Regions from separate parts of the Cyprinus carpio genome. Here region 1 is linked to region 2. A link is a contact called in public Hi-C data. All regions are on one chromosome and are shown on one strand. Each heading gives the region's core, a stretch centred on a gene start, on an enhancer-like site or on the middle of the called end of the contact. The rest is flanking DNA. Distances are from core to core; before and after follow the strand shown.

Region 1 (5,713 bases), core at 2,091-4,590, 140 kb after region 2:
AACTCAAAATTGTTGTGAAAACAAATTCCCAATTACATGGATTCCTATTAAACCAACTAGATTTCACCTACAAAAATTTGCTGAATAAATGTGACCGTACCTTAAAGGTTGTTACCCAGAAATTAAAATTGTGTCACTATTAACTCACCCTCAAGGTGTTCCAAACCTGTATCAGTTTATTTTCTCTGCTGAACACAAAACAAGATATTCTGAAAAACAGTGCTAACCAAACTGTTGCTGGTAGCCATTGACTTATATAGTATGCAAAAAAATCTGGAAGTCAATAGCTACCAACAACTGAGTGGGCGAGTAAATGACAGAATTTTCAATTTTGCTTCCTGTCCCTTTAAGTGTCAAAAAGTGCAGTCAATCATTCACTTATGTTGCTGCATTTGCTTTGTGTGCAGCTCCAGTGCGCGACCAGAGCCCCAGACGCCTCCTTGCAAGCTGCCGTACACAGAGAGCCGCCCGCTCGGCCTTGGCGAGGAGCCCGGAGAGGGATTTCAACATCAGCTGGCAGAGCAGACCAAGCGCGGCTATTACACCACCACACAAAAGTATCAGGACACTGAGCTGTAGAGTTCCTCTGCTTCGGCTCACCGCACAGCTTCACCATTCCACCGGGGCGCCGCCCTGCACCAAAACTGCTGCTGACTTGGAAGTCCTGTTTGCTTTTAAGTTTCCCACGCTTATATTTGTCTTTTTCACTTCAAAGAAGTTACACTTTCTGTCCATGAGGACAGAATCTTATTGTTTTTATATATATATATCAATCTATTTGCATTAGTTTTGTTTCCCTCCATGTGATCCGAGAACCATGTTTTCTTGCCTATGCAATTTTTTAAGTTTCTGCCACGCAACAGAAACGTCCCGCCACGAGTTTCTCTCTCTCTTCGCTCCATGAAAACCTTAAACGTGTCGTGTGCTACAGACCCGCTTTTTGTTACTTTCTTTTTATAAACCTGATAAAGCAAAACTGTTTTAAATCATCACTCTCTTTAAGGTTTATACTGTCTTTACATTCCTTCATTTCTGATCATGTGTGTATATGATGTGAGACAATACACTGGATTTTGTTACAACATTTTGAAGTGCCTTTTACTTTACGAATAACATTGGAGGTCTGTGGACTTGACAATCCAGCCCTCTGGACAATATTTTTTGCTGCTTACAGCTCCAAGGAAAAACAGGGAAAAGTCAACACCAAAACCCTTAATACCATCCGCCCATGTCCTCAGTGTAGCGACAGCAACGACTGACGAGTTTCCAAAGGGACGCTTCATGATTCAGGTTGATGCTGGTTGGTTCTCGAGATTGAAATTGCTGTTGTCACGGTTTATCTTATGTCAGCCCAACCGCATTATGTTCTTAACACGCTTGATTGTACGTTGGTCCGCTTTTACCTCCACACACTGATTCAAAGTGCTTCTAAAACTCGTGGATTATATTTTGATGGCTTCCACTGTGTGTGAGGGTCACACGCTGAGAGAATATTCCCTGGACATTTACGTTCAGGTCTACTGTGGAATTTCACTCTACTACACCAAATAAAAGAACCTATATTGACATTCTTGACGTAGTTGTGCTTCTTATTAATTCAACAGGAAGTGTCTTGGAATCCATCATCACGCATCGTTCCAAACAAGATATTTTGGAGAACGTTGGGAACCAAACAACATTTGAACCCACTGACATAAAACACAAAATATATTTTATGTTTCACAGAAGAAAGTCATATAGGTTTGGAACAACATGAGGGTAAGTAACTGTCCTTGAAAACACCCCAATAACAGAAAGTGATCAAAGCATTACTACATCACAATTTAGCCTGACTTGTTTATTACTTTACTGTACAAACAAAATGGAGATTGTTTTTACTGAGATTTCCCATCTGTGTGGTATAAGTAATGGAAATTGATTCTGTCGTGAAACGTGGTCGTTGCATCGGGTCCAGTGAGTCGGCTCTTGTCCAGCGCCGTGTTGAAGCCGTTATCCTTGTACATGCCGCTTCTCAGAAGATGCTCAGAAAACTTCCGACGACTTCCGTTAAAGGTTATCTGAAAAATAAACAGTATGTGTAAATACTATTGTCTGAATAATCTTAACGATAGGTCAACGTGTGCTGCATACTCACCGGCATTTCATGAACTGTTGGTTTCTTGCTTCCATATGTTTGATTTGTTGTTTGGTATAAAGGGTTGATCATTTTTTGCCTGGAAAGCATATTGAGGCTTATTATTCTTAGTATTCTATTACATGAAAATGGGATCAACAACATATATATATATATATATATATATATATATATATATATATATATACAAACACACACACACACACTGCTGCTCAAAAGTTTGGGATCAGTAAGATTTTTAATGTGATGTAAAGAAGTCTCTTGTAGAATTGTTTGTTGAATTTATTTGATGAATGTTACAGTAAAAAGTAATAATGTAAAGGTTTATTTTTATGTTTTCTATTGTAATATACTTTAAAATATAATTTATTTCTGTGATGAAAAGCTCTTTTTTATCATCATTACTCCAGTCTTCAGTGTCACATGATCCTTCAGAAATCATTCTAATATGCTGATTTATTATCAATGTTGGAAACTGTTGTGCTACTTAATATATTTTTGGAACCTTTGATACTTTTTTCGGGATTATTTGATGAATAAAGTTAAAAAGAACAGCATTTATTTAAAATATAAATATTTTCTAACAATAGAAGTCTTTATTATCACTTATTTTTTATTTTAATTTTTACCAATTTAACATCCCTTCTTAATAAAAGTATTAGTTTCTTTAAAAAAAATAAATAATAAATAAAAAAATACTGACCCAAACTTTTGAACGGTAACGTTAGTGTATAATGTAACAAAATATTTCTATTTTGAATAAATGCTGTTGTTTCTAACTTTTTATTCATCAAATAATTATGAAAGAATAGTCTATTAATATATATATATATATATATATATATATATATAATGAATAAACGAATAAATAAATTTAGGTCCCACATGATGCACTGCGGCTGAATGTTTGTTCTCACCTGTATCCTCTGAAACACTCCGGATTATTGAAGCGAGCTGGTAAATTTATATCCACCTTGTACACATCGCTTGTCTTTATTTCAGTTGTATTAAACAACGGTTCAGGCTCCGTTCTTGTTCCTTCATCTGCGGAATGATCGTCCATTTTTCCGTTTGCTTCAAGCCCCCAGTGAGTCTTTATGCATCCCGTACGCGTGGTTGCTATCAACATTGTAACTAAGTAACGTGTTGAGCTTTGATCTCGCCGCCACGCGGTCACGTGGTTAATGGAGCTCTCAATAGTTTTGAATGGGTTTAATCGGGACAGGCAGCAGTTCCACTATATTAGTTGGCAACACCTAATGTGCATTGATTGTGCATTAATAACTAAACTGACTACGCTTTACAAGATGCCACATTCGACTGCTCCATACAAGTTGATGAGTCCGCCACTCAATAAAAAATAACAACGCCTACATTTAAATTCCTGACCAAACTGGATAAACTTTCCCAGGTAAGAATGTGTTGGTTTGTGTGTTTAATCTGAATTTACTCAGTAAGCCTATTAAAGGTTTTTAATCTAAAGTAGCCTAGCGTTTAAATGTTCTTTTGGTTAACGACTATTAGTAAAGTAAAGAGAAACAAGTATTCAAATGTAAACAAATTGTACATAATTTTTATTTAGTAAAAAAAAAAAAAAAAAAAACATTTAAACATGATTTACACATTACCATTTTCTTGATCTATCTGCATCAGCTGCATATTGCACCAATGCTGAGGAAAGTTACATAGAAAAAAAACCTACAATATCTTGTCTGGGCTGGGCTTGCTTCTGTACAGTTAAGGGCGCAGCTCAAACAAACCTTTCAGCTTTGCTACCATTCTGGATTTCATGAAGTATAAGATGCAGGAAGAAAGTTCAGCACTCTTAAGCAATAAAAAACAAAACAAAAAAATTTTTTTAAACCCATTTGTTCTGTTTATCTAAAGTATTTTTTGTACAATTATTGCACTGTGATGAAATTTGTTTTATTACAAAAGCAAATAGATACAAATGCATACTAAAATTAGCACATTCAGGTCAGACATCCACAGACCTATACGGACAACAAAAGAACATCTGATTCAACCATTATTACTTCTTTACAAAATAAATTATTCTTAGATTCATTTATTTAGACATCATGCAACCACTTCTACATGAACCTGTAACACACTTCTTACATTTACATTACATCACATAGTTTTCTTCTACATAGAAAATAATAGTAAAACCCAGATTTAGGGCCTCTTGATTTCAGCTGGAACTGATGTTTAGATTTTCCAGCTGCTTGACTGTTTTAAATGCTGCATATGAAATGTCATGCTGCATACCCTTTACAAACATTTTGAGTTATCATCCAGAATTTCCACTCCTTGGATTGTATGCAGTTTAATTAATTTCAAACCTAAAATGAAAACAATACAGATTTCAGAGGCCTGTCATCAAGTCTCAAGTGCCACAACACAGGGAAGTAGGTGTTGGCATGGTTGGCTTTTTATGGAAGTGGGAAGTGTGCATTTATGCAAGTGAAACATTGAAATGTTTCCTCTTCATGCATTTGCTTCCCACCTGTTTTGAGTTTCTCCTCGCTGATAAACAAACTGCCACAGTGCATTATTACTCACGGTACGAGTTTGAGTCTGGCCTAGCGCGTACCAAAAGTAATAATGGACTGTGAAGCAGTTAAAAAGGGCTCCTTTCTTCTCATCAAGGCACAACTTTGTCAAATTAAACAGTGTATATGGTTTTAAAACATGCAGAATGTAGACATATTTAATTTTTTTTGTACTTTTCCTTTTGCAGACTTCAGAAGTTACATCTTAGTCTTCACTTTTCTCCATTAGTGACCCTCAGAGGTGCCTGAATAATTCTGAGAAGTTAAGTCCATCCATTGCTGCAGTGGTGTAGAAAAACATGTAATGCTTCAAACAATGCAGTATTGTTAGACTAATTAACAGAGGCTTCTCTATCAGAAATCACATTGTTCAGAATAATACTGAAAAGTTCCAGTCTAACAAGGCCTCATAATTATTATAAACATGCAGTAGGCAAACCATTCTATATAAATATAAATACACGCAGGAAACAAATCATTTAACAATTCAACGCCCTGCTTAATATTACAATTTGCCAACAGAGGGCGTGATATAGTGTGATAAAAAATTAGGCTACAAAATTAGGTTTCTAAAATGTTAAAACTAATGTTTTATTAAATAAAACAGATTAGAATGCTCTTTAATTATTGTATAATACTTTTTCAGTAAAATCAGGTGATCTAATAAAAAGGGAAAAGTCTCTCACATAATCCATAGCATTTTATACTGACAACAAGACATCTAAATTATGCATTAAGGCAACTTTGGGAGTAAAGCCAACGGCCAGCTGAAACATACTGCAATACTTATCATTGCAGTGTCCATATATATATTAAATATTACTGTAATGAACTTAAATATTACCAAAACTTGGCGTAGGCCTAAATAAAGTAGCTCCAAAAAGCAGTGACATATTGTTCATGTAGCATGTAATGTAAAGTTTGACCCAAAAAGCTTGGAAAAATGTTAGTTCTATAAACTCTACCTGAAAATGATGGATCTGTTTCCAAATATGTGCTGGTCCAGGTCCATAGACGAATGTTT
Region 2 (5,796 bases), core at 1,175-3,674:
CTCCAAATAATAAATGCAGAGAGTGTGCTGATTTAGGGATATTTTCTTACCCACAAAAATAAGCATATTCATAAAAAAATAAAATAAAGTCCCCCCCCCCACATACATTTTTAATTTATGCTTAAAAATAGGGGAAATCTTATTTTAATATAAAATAAAACCAAAAATAATACTAATTAATTTAACATAAATTCTCTAAAAAACAAGTCTCATATTAATTTATACTGTATGCATATTTATTTACAATCGTAGTTATCTTAATTGGTGCAATTTTGTGAGGATGTTTAAATATTTTTAGAGAAAAAAAGATTAGAAAATGATTATTTTGCTGTTCCTCACCCGTGCTCTGTGGCCTGTGCACATTCCTGACAGGGTTCGTATGGCAGCCAGAATCATCTCAGGTTTTCCTGTGTCAATGAGCTGCACGAGTAAAGGCATACCGTTGTTCTGGAATATTCTCTCTGCACCCGCGTCCTCTCTGGCCAGGACAATCAGGTTGTTGGCAGCCTAGTGGACCCAACAAACAAGTTCAGATTTACTGAGAATCATGTGACTGCGTTTAACACTAATTTAGCTTTTGCTTTACTCTTGAAAGCTAAAAGGGAACAGGAGATGAAATTGTTCAAACCTTTTCTTGCTTTTCCTTATCTGATTCATCTGAAAATAGGATGTCAAACATATTCTGTACTCTGGAGTCTGTTGAGAAGGTTGTTTTCAGCTGTAGAGAGAATCAGATATGCTCTTTAGAAACTCAGATGTACATTATGTGAACTTAAAAGCATTTTTACAGAAATGATCATCACCTTCTGTTGGATCTCAGCTCCGAGTCTTCTGAGGGTCTCGAGGAACGTCTTGTTTTTAGGCTCTATGGTTGCACATCTCTGGACGTCCTTGAAGGCCATGTCCAGTTTGCCAAGCTTCTCGAGCGCTTGACATCTTCTGTACAGAGCCTTGATGTCTGCGGCATCCACATCGATAGCTAATTGGTCAGAAGAAACAGATTTTTTAATGGATCAATAGTAACAGTAATAGTTGATGGTATAATGAAACCTGAAACCAGAACATATATATATATATATATATATATATATATATACATATATATATATAAGAATAATGAATTTGTGAATCATTTTACCTTTACTGGCATCTGATACTGCATTGTTATAATTTTCCTGGAAAACAAGACATTGAATTAAATTCATGCAGAAATATGATGTGTTTTATATAGGCTTGTAATGTGTAAAGGATTCTTACCTTTTTCAGGAAACAGGCTGATCTGTTCCTGTAGATGACAGCAAGCGCCGTCTTGTCTTTACAGGACTTAATGGCTTTAGTGTAGCACTCAATGGCTTTGTCGATTTCTCCGGCTTGGAAGTGCTTGTTGCCCTCTTCCTTTAACTGGACTGGATCTGCAATTTCTCCCATCTAACAGAGAATGTAACCATTTAAAAGGTAACATATTGTTCACATGCAACTCTTTTCTGTTTACAGTCAAATTCATTCAAGTGTTACATTTAAACATATTTTTTAATTGAGCTTTCAGACAATATACTTGCACACAACATTAAATCAGCAGCATTTGTTTTCTAAAAACATGTAATTATTAATATTAATAGAATTATTATTTAAATATTTTTTAAAAAATATAAAAATTATGCAACAAATACCACTTAAATTACATGGTTTTTTTTTTTTACTAAAGTAGCAGAATTAATCTCTTTAAAAATTATGTAATTATTAATATTATTACAATTATTATTGTATTATTTAAGTGTGTGTGTCTTTGTGTGTGTGTGTGTGTGTGTTTGTGTGTATGTGTGTGTGTGTGTGTGTGTGTGTAAAATAAACACTTAAAAGCATATTTTGAATGTTTTCTTTCCACTAGTCTGAAACAACATTTTATGAAAAATCTAAAATTGACCAGTGCATGGAGAAAAAACAACAACAACAACAACAACAACAAAACAGTGTTCTTGACTGTAGTGTCTTGCATTAATTACAAACTTTTAATCCTAACACATTGTTCATTCTTGCAACATTCAAACGTAGCACATCAAAACATGTTCAAATTTCCTTTTTGTGTGCCAATCCTTCAGTGTTCTCAAGCAAATGGTCAAGCACATGTTATCTCTGACTTTAACTGTCTGACCCTCATGCCTTATTTGGGCAACAAATAGAGGTCTGACCTCCACAATACTGCACACAGTCAGTGGCAACTTCTGTTATCTATACATCATATATATTCCCCTCTATAGATTATGCATTCAAAAACAAGCACTGTTGCATGTGATCATAGTTACATACCGTCATTGAAGTCGATTCTGCTTCGTCGTATGAGGAAAGTCTGTCCTGTGTGTAGTTTCTTGTCGTTTGGGTTTATCAGTCGTAACAGCCCCCCAAGAGTCACTTATATATATCTTGCACATGGGGGGGGGGCATACCAGAATAATGGATGGATCCATTTTATTATGAGGGGTGGCAAGGTCTTCATCCACCCCACCTGTTCATACAAATGCATTTTGCATCTTACCAATGACAACCTGTGATTATATCTTTCAGGATTTGTTGTTATTCCACGTCATGCTGATTGTTTATTCCTGTGATGGTAGATTCATTTTAGTTTGCAGATAAGTGGACACCCCTTATATCAGTGAAATGGCCCCTCTCTGATATGGTCTATTTAGGGAGAGAGAATGACAGCTGAGAAATCAGTAGCAAATGTCCTGAGCCGACCGATGGGAGGGGGGGAGGAGGTGTGTGTCCCAACAGCTGGGGCGGTGCAGGTCTGACTGGTACTTTCTAGAATGGAAGAACTCTCGAAGATGGTAGTAAAGAACTGGGGGAAGGTGTTACAATGTAACAAAACATCCTGCAAACTTCTGGGAGGTGCTGGTGAGTCACAACACTACTGCTACTACTTATTATCACTACATTATATATCATGCACAATTATAAATTAAATATGATTAAAACTGTTAGTATTAATATCATGTTAAAATAAAATTGCTTTTGTTTTTGGACAAAAATAAGGTAAAAACACAAACCCACAGACTTTTTGCCTAATCTATTCAGTTATTGATATAAAATCAATATGCATGCCCTGTTGTCACCCTGTTATTGAAAAATATTTTTCCGTGTTGTAATTGAAGATTATTCATTTACAAATAAATACTATTTTAGTCTTTCCACTTAAAAATGTCATGTTTAATTCATATTTAATCTGTTACTTGCCATTTCTTTGTGAAAATTAAAAGCAATTTCTTTGTGAAAACTGTTTCAACACTAAATTTTATGTATACTGTATAAAAGGAAATGAATGATGAGATATTTTCACTGGCAATATTGATACTAATATCTAAGCAAGTTGGCAATATAACATCAATATATAGACTGTTAGGGGTCAGTAACAGGTTTATTTTTTTAATTAATATTTTTCCTTAAAAAAATTACATTGAATGGATCAAAAGTTGCATTTAAGACATTTATAATATATACAAAAGATTTCTATTTTTCTAATGTTTCTTAAAGTACTAAATCAACGTATTAGATTGATTTCTGAAGGATCATGTGACTCTGAAGACTGGAGTAATGAGGATGAAAATTCAGCTTTGCCATCACCGTAATTAATTACATTTAAAAATACATTCAAATAGAAACTGTCACTGTTATTTTAACTTGTAATATTTTACAATATTACTGCTTTAACTGTTTTTTTGATCAAATGATTGCAGCCTTTGTGAGTGCAAGAGACTTCTTTCAAACATATATAAAATCTTACTGACCCCAAACATTTGAATATTAGTTCATACTGTAGATAACATAATGGGATCATCTGTACATAATACATTTATTCACAAACAATGCACGTCGCAATAATCTCAAAATGGCCAAATACTATGGGATTAGATCTCTGCTATAATTCTGTGGGCAAACTATCATATTTTGAGCGCGCAAAAGTGCGTTTTGCATACGTGCGAACGGAGTCTCGCAAAGAAGAAAGTCTCGCAAAGAAGAAAGTATTTTGAGCGCACGAAAATCAATTTTTGCTGCCTTGACAACCAATACCAACATTCCTTGCATTACAATGACAACAGAAGAGGAAAAATACAGTGCATGCATAATTATTATCCAAGTTGATATTGTTTTTTGTTTTTTTCAAGCACATTTTACCAATTCCAAACTACATCAATCTTAATAACTACTATTAATCTAGTATTTAATCATTTATAATTGATATATAATTATTCATGAAGGCTGGAAGTGAAAAATGTTCAGGTGTGCATAAATATTAAGCAGATATTAAGCAGATTTTCATTTACAGATAAAATGAGCCAAAAAAGATATTTAACTCAGACTGAAAGTCAAAAATTATTAAATGCCCATTACAAATATTCCAAACTAATGCAATACTAGAAATAGCAAAGTTAATGTATAACCACTGGACAGCAAAATGCTCAGTGGTTCAGCAGGGTCAGTCAAAAACATGTGTAGAAGAAAAGATGCATGTTTACTGCAAAAGAATTAAGGTAAAGGATTAGAAATCACAAGGAACCATTTAGTCTCCAGCGCCACCATTTTCCAGAACTGCAACCTACCTGGAGTATCGGTGTCAGGTTCTCAGAGACTTAGGTTAAGTATAGAATCCTAAAAATGACCCCTACTTAATAAGAATCACACACTGAAGTGTAGTAAAATACTTGAAGACTGATATATATATATATATATATAGACCAGATAAGTTGAGAGTGACTCTGGAAGGACCAGCACCACATCCTCTTGTACCACTGTTTGAAGAATTTATCTTCCAGAATCTGGCAGTAAGTTTTGGAAGTTAATTTTTAGTCCATCTCAAGATTATATCTGTAGAAGATAACCTGATTAATAATTATGCACACCTGAATATAAAGCATTTTTCACTTCCAGCCTTCATGAACAATTATATATCTGTTATAAGTGATTAAATACAAGATTATTAGTAGTTATTAAGATTGATGTTGTTTGGAATTGGTAAAACGTACTTGGAAAAAAAATATAATCAGAATATCAACTTGCATAATAATTATGTATGCACCGTATTTTTCCTCTTCTGCTGCCATGGTAATGCAAGGAATGTTGTGAATGGTTGTCAAGGCAGCCAATCAGAATTTAGCAGTCTTGTCTCTGATTGGCTGTAATTATGGCATATTGTAACGCTGGGTTGTGTTGAGCATAGAGAGCACTGAGGGCGGGCATCAAGGGAGAAAGCTAGTGAAACGTTGCACGCGCAAAAGAGGAGGTCTGCACACATCCAAAAACTTGATTTAGATTTTAGTGCGCTCTAAATACTTTTTTCTTTGCGAGACGAACATTTTCTCCACAAAACTCAGATTGCACACTTGCAAAATGCACTCAAAATATCTTCTTTTGCACGCAGAACTGTGGCAGAGATCTAACCCCAAAAAATACTGATTGACATGAAATTCACACCATTAACACAAAGTTAATTTATAATAATGATTTAATAAATTATGGCCTCAAAACAAACAAAGGTGCATTAATAATATTCAAAAGACATTTCTGACATGGCATTTAAAAATCAGAAGCGCACTAGCATCTATCATCAAGCAATCATTTGGATGCTTCTAGGAAAAGGATCTTCTGAGAGAATGTAAAAGCGTGTATGAAACTCACCCATCCCCAAATGAAAGACTGACTTCTCATCTGCGTTTTAGCACATAAAAACATTCTGGCATTTAGATATATGTAAATAATGCACACTGCTTATTGGAATCCCACTCTTGATTATCAGGAGCT

Evidence for each region. A called contact is a pair of places that touch in the nucleus more often than the background predicts.
Region 1: a contact with region 2 is called in a Hi-C map of red blood cells, with 3 times the contacts expected there. The contact joins the promoter of ca8h9orf116 here to the promoter of LOC109069638 in region 2. A contact is called at or near these places in 2 of 8 Hi-C or Micro-C datasets (red blood cells and skeletal muscle).

Annotation. Positions count from the first base shown.
Region 1 is chrA8:6,154,817-6,160,529 of ASM1834038v1, forward strand. ca8h9orf116 (UPF0691 protein C9orf116 homolog) reads right to left here and starts at 3,341. Exons shown (of 3, transcript XM_019108907.2): 1 at 3,052-3,341; 2 at 2,135-2,213; 3 at 1,738-2,057. The coding sequence starts at 3,263. The coding sequence ends at 1,875. It overlaps LOC109094839 (tight junction protein ZO-2-like), which reads left to right. Exons shown (of 23, transcript XM_042761785.1): 23 at 408-1,568. The coding sequence ends at 579.
Region 2 is chrA8:6,013,719-6,019,514 of ASM1834038v1, forward strand. LOC109069638 (protein unc-45 homolog B-like) reads right to left here and starts at 2,425. Exons shown (of 20, transcript XM_042761779.1): 1 at 2,308-2,425; 2 at 1,258-1,428; 3 at 1,139-1,175; 4 at 804-979; 5 at 629-718; 6 at 340-507. The coding sequence starts at 2,313. It overlaps LOC109069646 (phosphatidylinositol 4-phosphate 5-kinase type-1 beta-like), which reads right to left. Exons shown (of 15, transcript XM_042761780.1): 15 at 5,483-5,796.